Linked DNA regions of Capra hircus: region 1 is linked to region 2. A link is a contact called in public Hi-C data. All regions are on one chromosome and are shown on one strand. The core of a region is the stretch at or near the end of the contact, and the rest is flanking DNA. Distances in the headings are between cores, read along the strand shown. Region 1 has its middle 38 kb from the start of EGFL7. Region 2 holds the start of SEC16A (protein transport protein Sec16A).

What was found. Hi-C and Micro-C count contacts between places; a contact is called where the count stands out from the background.
Region 1: a Hi-C map of blood shows a contact between it and region 2, with 4 times the contacts expected there. The contact joins the enhancer-like site here to the promoter of SEC16A in region 2. A contact is called at or near these places in 3 of 5 Hi-C or Micro-C datasets (all in blood).

The regions. Positions count from the first base shown.
Region 1 is chr11:103,452,192-103,459,448 of ARS1.2, reverse strand. No RefSeq gene overlaps it. Among named protein-coding and RNA genes, the nearest start is that of EGFL7, 38 kb to the left of the region's middle. Within about 2 kb of position 3,973, at least 4 of the 5 cell types and tissues checked have an H3K27ac peak or open chromatin away from gene starts, as enhancers often do.
Region 2 is chr11:103,332,552-103,339,723 of ARS1.2, reverse strand. SEC16A (protein transport protein Sec16A) reads left to right here and starts at 5,161. Exons shown (of 31, transcript XM_018056121.1): 1 at 5,161-5,395.

The DNA.
Region 1 (7,257 bases), core at 2,724-5,223, 120 kb before region 2:
TCAGGACCTGTGGGCTGAGGAGACCCGGGGGCCAGCCTGCCCTCAAGTGAGACGGATATGCTCAGGGGTCAGGGCCTGGCACCCGAGGATTAGGCCCTGAAGGGACTCGAGGGGAACCCTCCTCCCCACTCTCAGCCAGAGAGTGAGCCCCTCCAATTCTGGCCAGAGAGACCCGAGATCTTGTCCCAGGGTTGAGCGAGGTCTGGGAATCGGGGGCCCCATGCCTCTGTCCCCCCAGCCCATCGGCTTCAGGGGCCCTTAGGAACTTCTGACCTGCTGCCCCAAAGGCACAGCCTCGGCGCTGCAGGGCCCGAGATCCCACAGTGGGGACCTCCTATTGGAGCCTCCCGGGGGCCCTGGGGTAGCTGTCCCGTCACCCTACTCTGCAGAGGGGAAAAGTGAGGTCACACGCCGACCTTGCCCCGGGCTCCGACAAGGCGCTGAGCGCCATGCGTGCACACAGGTGTCCCAGCTCACTTCTTTGGATGAGCTGGATCCCCAGCCTCAAAGCGGGGGAAACAGGACGAGAGGGGCAGGGCCTTGGCCCCCGGGCCTGGGTCCCACTCGAAGAAGGGTGGGAACCTGCCTCCTGCTGCCCACCCATGCTCTCCGCCTCCCCCCCCAGTGGGGGTGGGTGGGTGCCAAGGTGGGTAGACGGGCTGGGACACGTGCCAGGCGTGGGCTGGGCCTCCCGCAGCTGCTCAGCCGGTGTTGCAACCCGGCGTCCCCCCCTCCAGGCCATGTCTTGACTTGCAGTGGCCCCTGCCTCCAGGCCCAGAGGAAGGCCTCGCCCACCTTCCTGGGATCGGGGTGACAAGTCCCAGCATGGCAGGGTCTGCTGTGCCAGCTCCGAGCGTGAGAAAACGCTGAGCTGAGGAGGAAGGTGTGGCAGGTGGGAGTGTGAGTACCAGCTGGTGTCCACCCTCCTGGCGCCCAAGAGGAGGCCAGGCCAGCCCTGGCCGCTTCCCTGGCCCTTCCCAGACTGGCCTGGAGGCCATGCCCAGCTCGGTCCCCTCCAGCATGCACCCCCTGCTGCAGCTCTCTCCACCCCATCGACTCTGCCCCCCAAAGCAGAGCGCAGCTGCACGCAGCTGGTGACCACGATTGTCTCCAGCAGGAGGTTCAGCAGGGCAGTCGGGCCATGTGGCCAGCGGGGGTCTGTAGAGGCGGGCTGTCAGAGCGCATCCCTCTCAGCAGGGTCGCCGAAATCCGAGCTATTCTGGCCCTTGGGGACCGGTGTGGAGGCCTGAGAGGCTGCTGCTCCCCAATGTGGGGGAGCATAGGGGAGCCCCAAACCCCAGAGGGCCCTTGAGCCCTCTGGCTCATAGAAACCTGGTGTCTGGGTCCCTGGTTCACTGGAAAGAAGCAGGGAAGAAGACAGTGGGGGCCCAGAGCCAGGGGGATGTGGGCGGGCGCCTCCCTGAACCCTGACTCCCAAGGGGGTGTGAGCCAGCGGGGGGCAGCGCGGCTGTCCTTGGAGCCGCCAGCTGCAGTGGGCCCTGCCCAGGCATGTGCCGCCCTCGGCACCCGGAGCTGCCTCGGTGGGGATGGGCTGGGGGAGAAGGGACTGCCCAGCGCCGTCAGTGGGCCTGGGGCCCCCAGTGAGCCTCCGGAGTCACCTGGGCTTCAGATGTCTCGAGGGCCTGGCCAGGCCCCACAAAGGCCCATCGTGACCCCCTCAAGGCTAAGGGAGATACAGGCTCTTCTCAGGAGCCCTGGGGGAGGCCCTTGAATTCCAGCGCTACTTGGAGTGGGCGGCGGGCAGCGGGCGGCCATAAGAGCAGAAGCGCAGTGGGGAGGGACACTGAGCTCGCTGGCCCTGGCTCTGGACTGTGCCCCTGATCAGAGGCTCCCTGGACCCTATGTCCCCTACCTCCCAGCTCCACTCTTGGCCCCAGTCCTTGGTCCTCTCCCCAGCAAAACCTGACGTTCAGGCCCCTCTCGCCCCCCTGCCCTCTCCAAACGTCCGTGGGGTTGCAGAGTGACAGAGCCTGCAGACTACGAGGCCAGGACATGGGGAGGGAAAGATGTCTCAGGGACCAGGAGGTGGCAGCACGGGGTGACTGAGGTGCCGACAGGGACAGCAGAGGCAACAGGAGCACGGAGCTCATGGCGGAGCTGAGACTCAGGCTGAGAGCCGTGGAGGGGCGTGGCGGGGGCAGAGCAGTCAAGCTTCATCCCTTGGGGTGGGGAGTGGGGGGCACGTTGCTCCAGGTCTAAGCCGGGTCTTAAGGAGGGGCTCTGATTCGAGGTTTAGAAAGATGCTTGGTGTAGGCAGGGCCGCTGCCCTGATGGCTTCTGGCCCCTTGCGCAGTGCCCAACCTGCACACCCATGTAGGGCGGCCCTGCAGGCTTCAGTGTGGAGAGCAGCCAGAGGACCCTGGGCCTCATGCAGAGAGGGGACTGCCTGCCTCCAGGAGGCTTCTGGCTGCCGGGCCAATCCCCCTCCCCCACTAAACCCACTGTGAGGGCCCTGCTCCAGCAGCTCCACGGGGAGGAGGCCCACGGCTTGTTTATCCCTCGTCCCTGCAGCTCCTTCGACATCTGCTGGGGAGGAAGGAAGGCCCCTGTCACCAGCCCCACCTGCAGGGGCCACTGCTGGGAACAGGGAGCCAGGGTATCAGGTCGCCTGCCCACCTGCCCACCTGCCCTGGCCTGCCCCACCCCCACCACCCAAGAGGAGCAGCGGGCTGGGGGGACGGAGGCTGGGCTTGAGGCTGGAGGGTCCTGGGGTGTCCAGTGCCCCCTCCCCGGGCAGACCTGCTGCTTCTGCCCAGCTCTGATCACTCAGGTCCTGGAGAAGTCCCCTGAGGCCCGGACATGCCCGCCTAGCATCCCACACCATCCCAAGGTGTTCAGGGTCCCTTTCCCACAGGCCGCACAGAGCCCCTTCTCCCAGGAGACAGGGGGGCTTCCTGGGGCAGCCCCCAGCCTAGGGGAGGGGCTCCCCGCCCCTCTCTCAGGGGAGCAGCAAGCGTGGCACCACTTCTGGAGGAGGCCGGGGTGGGGGCCCAGCCCAGGTAGGCACGCTGAGGGGCCAGCACTGGGTGGACTCGCCCCAGACTGCCAGAGGGTCAGGGGGCTGGCTTCATCTGCTGTCATCTGCTGTCCTGGCCTGCTGGTGCGACAGAGGCCTTTGTGGAGGGTCCTGTTTCAGAGCCCCTTTGCCTGGGAGGTGGTGCCCATTGCTGCCCCTTGGAGAACCTGCGGGCAGGACCACAGCTTCTCCACGGAGCCTTGGACTGGCTGCCCGCCACGGCAAGGAGCCGAACGACACAGACAGCGGGGGCACGTCGGGGCCTGAGCCTGAGATCGGGTTTCTGGGCAGCCCTCACCGAGTGTCGCAAGAGCGGGCAGGAAGACAGCCCCGGGCGCCGGGTGGGTCCGGGCTGGGGGCCCTGGAAGGCCCTTCGCATGGGAAGAGGGGCTTTGTGTATCCCGTTCTTCTAGGCACTCTCCACTCTCACGAGCCCCTGGCGCCCCGGGTGGGCGGGGCGGGTGGCTCCTTCCCCTGCCCGGGCCAGGAGTCACGTGCTGGGCCTGGCACAGGGGAGGCCCTGCCTGGGGCGTGGGGCTCCGGCTGGCCGGTCCCTGGCAGAGCTGGGCTGCCCTGGGAGCCCCAGGCCGGGCTGGGCACACCCCTTCGATCCTGAAGCCTCCTTCCCAGGGGAGAACACCCAGCCAGGCCTGCAGACAGTGTGGCCTGTCGCGGGAAGATGGTCCTTGGGGCAGGAAGCCGGGAGAGTGAGCCCCAGTCTGGGTTCTTGCTCAACATACCTGGGCCCCGGGCAACCCAGCCCTGGGCCTCCTCTGCACTAGGACACTCAACTCATCTCCCCTCCCAGCGAACGCTGGGCTGAGCTGCTCCACTGAGGCCGGGCCGCCCTCCCAGGGGCCCACCTCCCTTTACTGTGGCCTGGCCTGGCCTGGCGGATCTTCCCTCCCCAGCTGGGAGCTGGCCGCCTGGCCTTATTCCCAGCATCTATCTCTGCTCTGGGCAATTATCTTGGGCTGGGCGAGGCTGCCCCAGATAACGGGTACTGGGCGGGCTGGAAACGCCTCGGGCACCCCCACCCCCATGCCCAGCCTGGGTCTGGTGAGGTCAGGATCTCCGTGGCTCCTGATAACCTGCCTGGCCGGGACCTCTGGGCTCTGTATCTAGCGCCCTGTTGGGGGAGCCGAGATAACCAGGGTCCAGCCGACCCAGATCTGATCTGCCCTGGGTCTGGGAGTCCCGGGGGAGGGCCTGCAGGCCCCATTCCTCCTCACTCTAGGGCTGTCCTCTGGGGGGCTGTCGCCGCTGGGGGGTGCCGGGGACATGGTAACCCCCGCCTCCTCCTCCCAGCCCTGTGCTGGGCAAAGCTGGGGGGAAGTCCCGCCAGCCAGGAGCTGTGGGAGGAGCTGGCATGAGGTCACCACATTGTTGCTCCTGTGCCCTGCTGAGCCCGGCTTCCTGGCACACGAAGCCTGGGCCCGGCTCCTGCAGCCCTGGCCTGGGCCCCCGTGGCTTGCAGTGACCTCTCTCAGCTTCTCCCTGCACGGTTCCCCCAGAGCCTCCCAGCCCACCTAGGGCTCTCCTCTCAGCAAGGAGCCCTGAGGGCCCTCCCAGACCGAGGGCTCTGGCCTCATCTCAGGGGGCTCCTGGCCAGTGAGTAGACCCCACCATGACCCCCGAGTGGACCCCTTCATGGCCCGCGTCATCACCCCGGAGTGGACCCTGTCATGACCCCCGAGTGGACCTCTTCATGACCCCCGAGTGGACCCCTTCATGGCCCCCTTCATGACCCCGTCATGACCCCATGCACAGAGGGGGAAGGGTGTTGCCACAGGGTGCGCTCAGAGGAGGGTCAGTCGGGATTCGAACCCAGGTCTGTTTTCAAAGGCAGAGCCCGGCTCTGACCGAGGGCCAGGCCTCCTGCTCTGTCCTGGGGGACCGAGGGCCGGAAGGGCGACATGGCAGGAAGTAGGCTGGGACGGGTCCCCCGGGAAGCACAGTGGCCACTAAAGGGTGGGGTGGGGGGTGACCTGTACCCTGGGAGCCCCCAGGCCAGGAGGCCCTGGAGCTGGGGGTGGTAAGCGAGGCCTCAGTGGCCGGAGTGGGGGCTGGGACCCCATTGGCCGGCTCAAGTCGGGCTGACCTGTCGTGGTGGCTCACCTGGGGCCACCGGGACCAGCAGGCTGCCTCCGGCGTGACCCCTTGGCCTGCCGGTTGCGTGCAGCCACAGGCGGCCAACTTTCCGGACCCCAGCTTCATTGCACAAGCTCCTGAGGTCGTCAGCACCGAGGACTGGCTTGCACCACCAAGTTCCCAGCCCAGCTTCCTCTTTGCTCTGCTGACGATCTCATGAGTGGCTCTCTGGGCTGGGAGGGTGTGGACCTCTGAGCCCTTGGCAAGTCCCAGAAGCTGCCTCCTGGGCTCCTGAGATGGGTGGGGAGCGTGCCGAGCCCAGACCAGCCTCGGTCTGCCCAGGGCTCAGCCTACATGTCTCCGGGGCTCGCCAGTGAACCCTGGGACGTGAAGCCTCTTGGACCCACTGTGCAAATGGGAAACAGACCCACACGGAGGGAGCAGAAGCCCTAGAAACTTCTTGTCCATGGGCTCATCTGCTCTCTTCCAAAAATCGAAGCTAAACAAACCTGATCAGCCAATAGGACAAGCATCTTCCCTCCTCACATGGGGAAAACTGGAGTCAAAAGAAGTGCCTAGCCTCCTCGCGCCCCTGAAATTCCTCTTCCTCCCCCCAAAAGTCCTCCCAGACTACATTGCCTCAACGGGCCCTCAGCCTCCTTAGGCGATAGGGCGTCCGGCCTACCTGCTGCTACGCCCTGCACACTCACAGCCACCCCGCGCCCTGCCTGTCCAGCAGGGGCCCTTTCAGGCTGCTCGGGGACACTGCGTCCTCTTTCTCCTCTGCTGGCCTCGGCACTGATGCGGTGTCCCTAAATGTTTGCTGGTTGCCTCCTTTACTTCACCTGCAGGAAGGGTGATGGCTTCGCTCAAGGAGTGAGGATGGGGGAGGTGGTTCATCTGTGACCTGTGAGCGCCCCCGGCCCGGGGGGGGGAGTGCAGGCGCCAGGGTTCCCAAACCCTGGTCTCCGAGCCCTTGGGGTTGGGGGGTGCTGGCCTGCGGCCGAGGCAGGGCAGGTAGCACGTGTGGGGCCGGGCCTGACCTCAACCAAAGGGCGCTCGTTGACAAAACAGGCTGTGTTGCTCGGCACAGGCAAACCAGCAGACGCACGGGAGGGAAGAAAGGAGAAAACACGGGCGGGCGGGCGGCCTGGAGCTCTGTGCTGGCGGCTACCCAGTCCCCCAGCTCTGCTCCCTGCCATGTGGTTCTCACGGAGCCGGAGCTGCCCTGGGTGGACGCCTCGCAGCCTGTGGCCTTTCCGCCGTCTTATGGCCGGTCCTACACATGTGTTTTCATCGTGTGTTAGTTACTTAGTCGTGTCTGACTCTGTGCGACCCCATGGACATTAGTCCACCAGGCTCCTCTGTCCATAGGATTCTCCAGGCAGGAATACTGGAGCGAGTAGCCATTCCCTTTTCCAGGGGATCTTCCCAATCCAGGGATTGAACCCGGGTCTCCTGCGTTGCAGGCAGATTCTTTACCATCTTAGCCCCCAGGGAAGCCCCCCATGCATATCGTTGTTCAGTCACTGAGTTGTGTCTAATTCTTTATGACCCCATGGACTGCAGCATGCCAGGCTTCCCTGTCCTTCACCACCTCCCAGAGTCTGCTCAAAATTATGCCCATTGAGTCGGCCTACGCGTGGTGCCTGACAGTAAAGATAAGTTCATGTTGCCTTGTCCTTTAAAAGACTGAAGCTTCGTTCAGGCCAGGCCCTCCTCCACACTTCTGCAGAGTAATTAGCCAGGCGGCCACCAGGGGCCCCAGCAGACCCCCCGCCCCACCCTCAGCTTCTGCCCAGCTGCCCATGGGCCTCAGAAAAGCCTCCCTTTGGGCCTGAGCAGGCCCGGACCTCGCGTCTCCTTTCTCTCATCCCTTTCTTCTGGTTTCGGCTGGTGGGGAATTTATTGCCCTGAAATACAGGTTCCAGCCCTGGCTTGCCCCTCCCTGCACCTGTCCAGGAGGCCTCCTGCTCGCCTTCCCCACCCAGGGCACCCCTGGAGTGGCTGACTGCCAGCTCCCAGGCTCCCGATTGCCCAAATCCAGCATCTCCCTCACAGCTGCTCCCAAACGCGCCTCTTCTCATCCACGGTCTCCTCCACCCTGCAGCAGCTCCACGCTCTGTTCC
Region 2 (7,172 bases), core at 3,912-6,411:
CAGCGATGAATACCCTCCAGAGACGGCTGCAGCCTGGGCCCGACGCAAACTCTTTCCTCTGGCTGCCCCGAAGCCCCATCCTGAATGAACCTGGGCCATTCCGCCCCCCAGAGCCCAGATCCAGCAGGGTGGTGGCTTCGCGGGGCCCAGCTGGCCCACTCAGAGGCGGCGCTTTGCCTCCCCCTGCTGGCAATGCTCCGCCAGGGTCCCATTTCCAGAGCAGATTACCGGCAGGAACACCTCCGGAGGGCCCGGTGAGGCCCGGTGAGTCTTGGCTTTTACCGTGTATATGCCTGCCCCTCACCTGGCGCTCAGGGCCATCGCCTGCGACAGTGCTGTTGTCCCATTTCACAGATGAGGAAGTTGAGGTTCAAAGAGGAAGATCACTTCCCTGAGTTCGCCCACTCAGGCCAGAGCCGTGTGACTCCCCAGGCGGTGTCCTCTCAACTCCTCGAGGGGCCACCTCCCTTTGGAGGCCTGAAGAGCCTCCCTCGCTCATTCATCACCATTCGGACAGAGAAGCCCGTGCTCAGGGAGGGGTGTGCCAAGCTCATGTTGCCAGGAGTCAAGGCCACAGCCAGCCTGGCACTTGGCAACCTGCGGGTGTAGGAGTTCCTCCAGGCTCTGCCCTATGCCCGCTCCAGTCTGGATCCCCCATGCCCCCGGCCTCCTGGTCGACACCTGGGACTGAGGTCACCACGATGCTGGTGCTTGGGGTCTTGCCCCCCCGTTCTAGCTGTTCCCTTGGCTGATGTGTGTGAATCGTGTGCTGTGCCAAGGGGGTGCAGACGCAGCTGGCAGCCAGAGAGCCATGTCCCGCCCTGGGAGGTCATCTGAGGTCCGACTCTCCCCACCAGCCTGGCCCCCGCAGCCTTGCCATGCCTCTAGGGGACCCTGGGCTCCTGGCTCTGGCTACTAGTCTGCTAGGCAGCCCGGCGGAGGTTAAAGAGATGATGTCACTCCTGGCTGGAAAGTCCCTGAAGGCTTCCCTTGCTTTCAGAAAACAAGCGTGAATCCCCTCACGGGGCCTGCAAAGCCCCAGGCAATGCACACCCACTGGCTCCCACGCCATTGCCCGCCTTCTGGGTCTGCCCATTGCCCCTCCAGAAGCTTCTCTTCACTTCTGCCACAAATGCTTCTCCTTTCCCACCCCCTCCCACCCCCCAGCAGGTGGGATCCAGGCCTTTCCAGGTGCCCCCGCCTACCCTGAGCGCATTCACAGCTGCCCTGTGTCCAGCTCCCCAGGGGCAGAAGCCATGCTGGTCTGCCCCATGGCCACAGCCTCAGCTCCTCCGGGTGCCCAGGGCTTGGTGGGAGCCCAGCAAACATCTGTGTTCAGCTCTGAGACAGAGGGGTCCCAGGGTTTCCAGGGCCCCGCTGCAGCTAAGGACACAGCGCAGATTTTCCTGTGTTCTCTGCTGCTGCTGCTAAGTCGCTTCAGTCGTGTCCACCTCTTTGCGACCCCATAGAAGGCAGCCCACCAGGCTTCCCCGTCCCTGGGATTCTTCAGGCAAGAACACTGGAGTGGGTTGCCATTTCCTTCTCCAATCTGTGTTCTCTACTTCGCCCTTATTGCTTCCCCGGTGGTTCAGCAGGAAAGAATCCGCCTCCAATGCAGATGTGGGAGACTCGGGTTCAATCCCTGGGTCAGGAAGATCGCCTGGAGGAGGAAATGGCAATCCCCTCCAGGATTCTTGCCAGGAAATCCCATGGACAGAAGAGCCTGATGGGCTACAGTCAGTGGGGTCTCAAAACGTCAGACAGGACTGAGCGACTGAACACTATATGCTTAGTACTTGGCTCTTACGAAAGAAGTTCTCTGAGACCTTCGAGGTGCCAGATGCGTTTCCAGATGCTGGAGGTGAGAGCCAGAGCTACGTTCAGGCTACAGTGACACTCATGTGCTGACATTTACTAAGCCTGGCTGGGTCAGGGCTTGGCCTGGGTGTGGAATGTTCTCCCGCGAGGCCCTCCAGAGGTCTGGCGGGTTCTAATGGTGCTGGCCCTACGCCTCACGGAGACGTCTCCCACGTCTCACCTTCAGCCTGGCCACACACCAGTAACCAACCTGCACGAACCCCGACAGCTGCCCCTACACGCACAGCAGCCCAACACCTGAGAGGCCCAGCCATCCGCGCCTCTGGACCCGCCTTCTCCCGAAGGAACTGGCCGCCACCCCTTCCTCTCCAATCGTGCAGTCCGCCTCAGCCCCATCCCTCTCTGGAAGCCCTCCCTGCAGCTCTTCCCACCTCTGAGGCCCTGACACGCTTTCTGCCTGGACCACCCAGCCAGCCCCGTCTCACAGAGGTCGCCCCTTCTCCCAGGCCGAGCCGGGCAGGCTGCCTCCCACGCCCTCAGCCTTAGCATCCAGGACTGAGGGGGTGGTCAGGGCTGAAGCAGAGCAACTGACCTGCCCTACACACACCCACGGGTCACACCTGATGCCCTGAATAGAGAGAGGGGCACGGGCTCCTGGCCACAGACCACCTGAGACGGCTGCCCAAGGGCCCCGGTGAGGTCTGCCCGGTAGGCTGGTCATCAGGGGATACTGAGGGGGGCCTCTGACCCCCCGACAACGTGCTCAACAGCTAGACCAGCACTGTCCAATGGAAATGCAATGCCAGCCATAGGTGGGATTTTAAATTTCCTGGCAGCTACATTAAAAGGAAACATGAAATAAACTCGAATAGTGTATTTTATTTAACCCAATATGTCCAACATATTTTCATTGCAACAAGTAAGGCTGTCACTGAGCCAGTTCACGTTCTTGGCGCCGAGGCATGGCCTCTGTACTTGGAGCCCACCTTGGTTTGTAGCAGCCACCCTGGAAGGTGCAGGCTGGGGGCAGAGGCACATAGTGTGACAGGACAGCCCAGCTCCCGGCCTCTGCCTCTGTCCACAGCAGTCCTGTGTCCCCTGTGCTCTGGGTAAGTGACTACAGCTCAGATGCCAACTGTGCCCCCAGGAGAGAGTGGCTGATTCTAGCCCACTTCTGGAGATGGTAACATTTGTATCCAGCCTCCAAGTATGAGGCAGGGGAGGGGCTGGGAGAAAGGAGAGAGGAGTGGACACAAGGAGGGGTGCCTGCCAAGTCAGAAGCAGCACTGGCCGTCACGGTGGCGCACCCCCCGGTTCACATGTGGCAAAAGTACCCTTTTTCAGCCCCCAGACTGCCCAGGTGCTTGCCCTGCCTAAACCCAGGGTGATGAGGTCAAGGAAGGTGACGAACGGCACACCGCACCTAGGCAGTAGCTTGGGTCTTAAAGCAGATGGTCTGTGACTCAGAGCCCTGCCTCCATGGCCCAGAGGCTTGATGGCTCAGCAGTGGGCCCAGGAACCCTCTCCTGCACACCAGGCTACAGATAGAACCACAGAGGGATTCCACACAGAGGCTTAAGAGGGAGAGAGGAAGGGAGGGGAAGAAGCCCTAAGCCCTGATCACGACTTTCCTTAGAGTCACTCCGTAGAAGTCGACACCATGTCTCTTTCACATCCTGCCCAGGGCCCTGAGGTCTCCAATTTGCCCTGGGCAGGTTGCTTTCTGCTGCTTCCGGTGTCTTCAGGTTAGACCTCAGTGGGGCTGACCACAGGGCTCCTCGAGTCACCAAAGGGGAAGTCTGGGCTCGAGCTCTTCAGCTCAACTTGAGGAGTGCTGACCCTAGAAGAGTCACTGCTCTCCCTGCAGGGTGAGGGTGGGGGTGGGTGGGAACAGTGACATCTCCCTACAGGGTGGTTTGCTGGGACTAGCGACTGCAGACTGGTGGCTCAGACGGTAAAGCATCCGCCTACAATGTGGGAGACCCAGGTTTGATCACTGGTTTGGGAAGATCCCCTGGAGAAGGAAATGGCAGCCCACTCCAGTACTCTTTCCTGGAATATCCGGTGAACCGAGGAGCCTGGTAGGTTACAGTCCATGGGGTCGCAAAGAGTCAGACACGACTGAGTGACTAAACTTTCACTTTCAGTCACTACAGAACACAGTGACCACCAGGAAGAAGGGGACGGAGTGGTGGGGCCCAGGGCTGTGTTCTACTGCGTGTTCCCTAACTCTGTGTTTGAACAGGCTGGGAGCTTGACTTCTGCAAGGCAAATGTTAGCTTAGCACAGTGGCCACGTCAGATGGGCTGAAAGTCTCCCCACACCCGCCCAGGGCGCTGACAGCGTGGCTGCTCCCTTGCCAACAAATAGAACCACACTCCTTCCTTCTTCCCAAGCTCCTGGGTCCCACCAGCGCCCAGGGTGCCCTCCCACCCCAGTCAGGCCAAAGCACAGCGGGCAGCGCTGCTGGGAGCTCAGTGGCTGGGTGGGGGACAAGTGGACAAGCCCCACGTGCCACCCCTTCTGCCCTCCGTAAGGCCTTGGGGCCAGCCGGACAGGCTGCGGCTCTTCCCTGTGCCAGGCCGGCGGCAGGTGAGTGCCCTAGGGCAGGCTGGCGGCTTCTTCACCTGCCTTTTCTCACTGGGAGAATGAGGTTCCCAATGGCAGAATCCTCTCCTCCCTAAGAGCCTCTATGAGTGCAATCGGATGGTGTCTCCGGGTGGACACCGGGAAGGGGGAGCGACCACAAGGAGGCACAAGAGAGTGAGGCCCAGCGGCCCAGCCTGCCACTCGGTACCTCGGGGTCGCCGTCTTTCAACACAAATATCCACTCGACAACGGTTCGGGGAAACCACACAGAGACCCTAGCTTCCGTCCCCAGGGCATCACTAGGCTAACGCCGCTCACTGGGAGGAGAGTTAGGGGCCTTGATGGGGTTTAGGGCGGACAAAAGGGGGTCCGGAGGCTGCGCGGCCAGCGCCGGGGAGCGCGGGGAAGGAAGCGACCAGGCAGAGCACGTGTCCGCGGAAGGCCACGGCCGAGCCGGGGTGCGGCGGCTGGGGACCGCAGGTGCACAGGACGACCCTCCCGAAGCGGGAGCCTGGGTGGCTGTGGACTGGGGGCCAGGCCGTGTCTCTTCCTGCTCCATCGGTACGCAGCGGGAGGGCTTCCAGAGAGCTACCGGTGAGCCCGAACAAGGTTGCGGGGCAGATCTGGAAGACCCCGCAGCCCGGGGCGGTAACTAGGCAACCCGCGCGCCGCCGCGAGCCGCGCACGCGCAGCCCACGGGGGCGGGCAGCGCATGCTCGGTGGCCTTCCGCCCGTCTCTCTGGCTTCGGAAGTCCAACGGCAGGACGCGAGGAACGCGCCTGCGCCAAGGCGCCCCTCGGGTTCTCGGAGCAGCCCGGTAGCCGCTCTCGGCTGGGGTACCTGCTGGCGTTCAAGACTGAGCCTTTCCTTGGGTATGCTGGAAGGCTCCCGACTCTTCTCACATCCTCAGGCCAGAAGAGGCCGGAAGAAAGAGCCAGCATAACCCGTGCGACGTCCCAGAGCGGTGCTCGCGCGCCGGACCGGGCAGGTGGGCGAGGGGCGGGGCCCCGGGGATGGGCGGTGGAGAACGGGGGGCGGGGATGAGGGGCGGGACCATGAGAATGGGGCGGGACTGGATGCGCCAGGGGAAGGGGCGGGGCCCAGGGGTGGGCCGTTGAGAACAGGGGCGGGGCTGAGGGCGGGGCCATGGGAATGGGGCTGGACTGGATACGGCAGGGGCGGGGCGTCCCGAGGGCCCCTGCGAGGGGCGTGGCGCGCGCTGACGTCTCTGTCGGACACGTCGGCGGAGCGGAGGCCGCGGCCCCCGGAGCCGGATGTGCCAAGATGGCTGCCGCTGCTGCTGTGTCGGCGCTTGTCGCAACCGCCGAGCCGTCTTCTTCGCGCGGCTCTTGAGGAGCCGGAGCCGGGGGTCGCGGAGCGAACGGGCAGGAGCCGGCGGGGGCCTCGGCCTCCCTGCAGCGCGCCGGTGAGGGTCGGGGTTGGGGCGGAGGGAGGCGACTGGACCGGGCCCAGCTCGAAGCGAACGGGAGCGTCTCCGGGGAGCCGCCGGGAACCTCGGGCGGAGGCGCCGGGGGGTTCGGGCGGGAGCCTGCGGGCCGAGCAGGCCAGGCGACCACCATGAGTGCTGACGTGGCCCCACACCTGCACAGGCTGTCGGGTCAGTTGTGTGAACCCTGGCCGTTGTGGTCTCGGTGTGGGGTTATGTTGGAAAGGCTGGAGGAAAAGCCAGACCTGATAGAGAGCAGAAACATCTCGGGGATTCCTTTCACAGTTTAGCGTGCCCTTTGCTTCGAAGGGTCCGCGGTGTGGTTTCTGCTGAGCCGTGCCGGCGTTGAGGTACATTGACATTTGAACCGAGGAACTACAGCCTTGTTGAGTCTATTGGTAATCTCGTGGGGAGGTCACCAAGATGTTGCAACCGAGGTCAGGCGCTGTGTTTTATATCAAGGGGCAGAGGAGTGTGTCCACCAACCTGCCCTTTCTGTGATGAAAGTATTATTGTAGAGCGTCTTGGACGTGAGACAGCCACCTAAAATCAGTTTTGCTGTTTTATGTGAAGTTTTAAGTGGCTTGGTGGTTGGGTTGCTCGTCTTGGACGTGAGACAGCCACCTAAAATCAGTTTTGCTGTTTTACGTAAAGTTTTAAGTGGCTTGGTGGTTGGGTTGCTTATTAAGATTTTGTTCGATGTAGAGGTTAACTAGAAAGGTGTTTCCCGTCCCCGGAAATGGTTAAGAAGCAAACTTAAGTCACAAACAGTTGTTCCTAGGGTGACACTTGTTCAGGTGTCTGCACTGCCCTTCTTCCCACCTCCCCCGCCCCACTGCAATGCTCTTTCTTAGGGTTCCGGGTGCTCTTGTCTTATAGAGATCCAGCAGGAGGCAAAAAGTCCTCTCTTTCTTGTTCTTTGTGACTCATAATGCCTTAACAGCAAGTTACTGCAGTTTAAGTCTCAAAAGTTTTCTTTAGGGTAGCGTGTAAATTTTAACACGGTTCCCTCCAGCCTCTGTAAGCATCTTGACTTAACGTCAGAGTGTCCTTTTGGCTCTTTGTTGCTTTGGGCAGTGTTGAGAAACCCCCTTCCTTTTCCCTAGCATCTCAGTGTTTGATTCTGTACTCAGCAGTGTTGGGGTCTGTGCTGTCCTTGTGCCCGGTACGCCATAGTCTGATGGATACGTCGTGTGGCAGTCGCCTCGGGCAGAGCCTGGACCCCCCAGCACTTCTTGGAGCTCCGGTTGGCTTCATGCTCGTGCCTGAGGCGGCTGCCCTAGCAGGAGAGAGGTGTGCTTTCATTATCTCAGTTCAG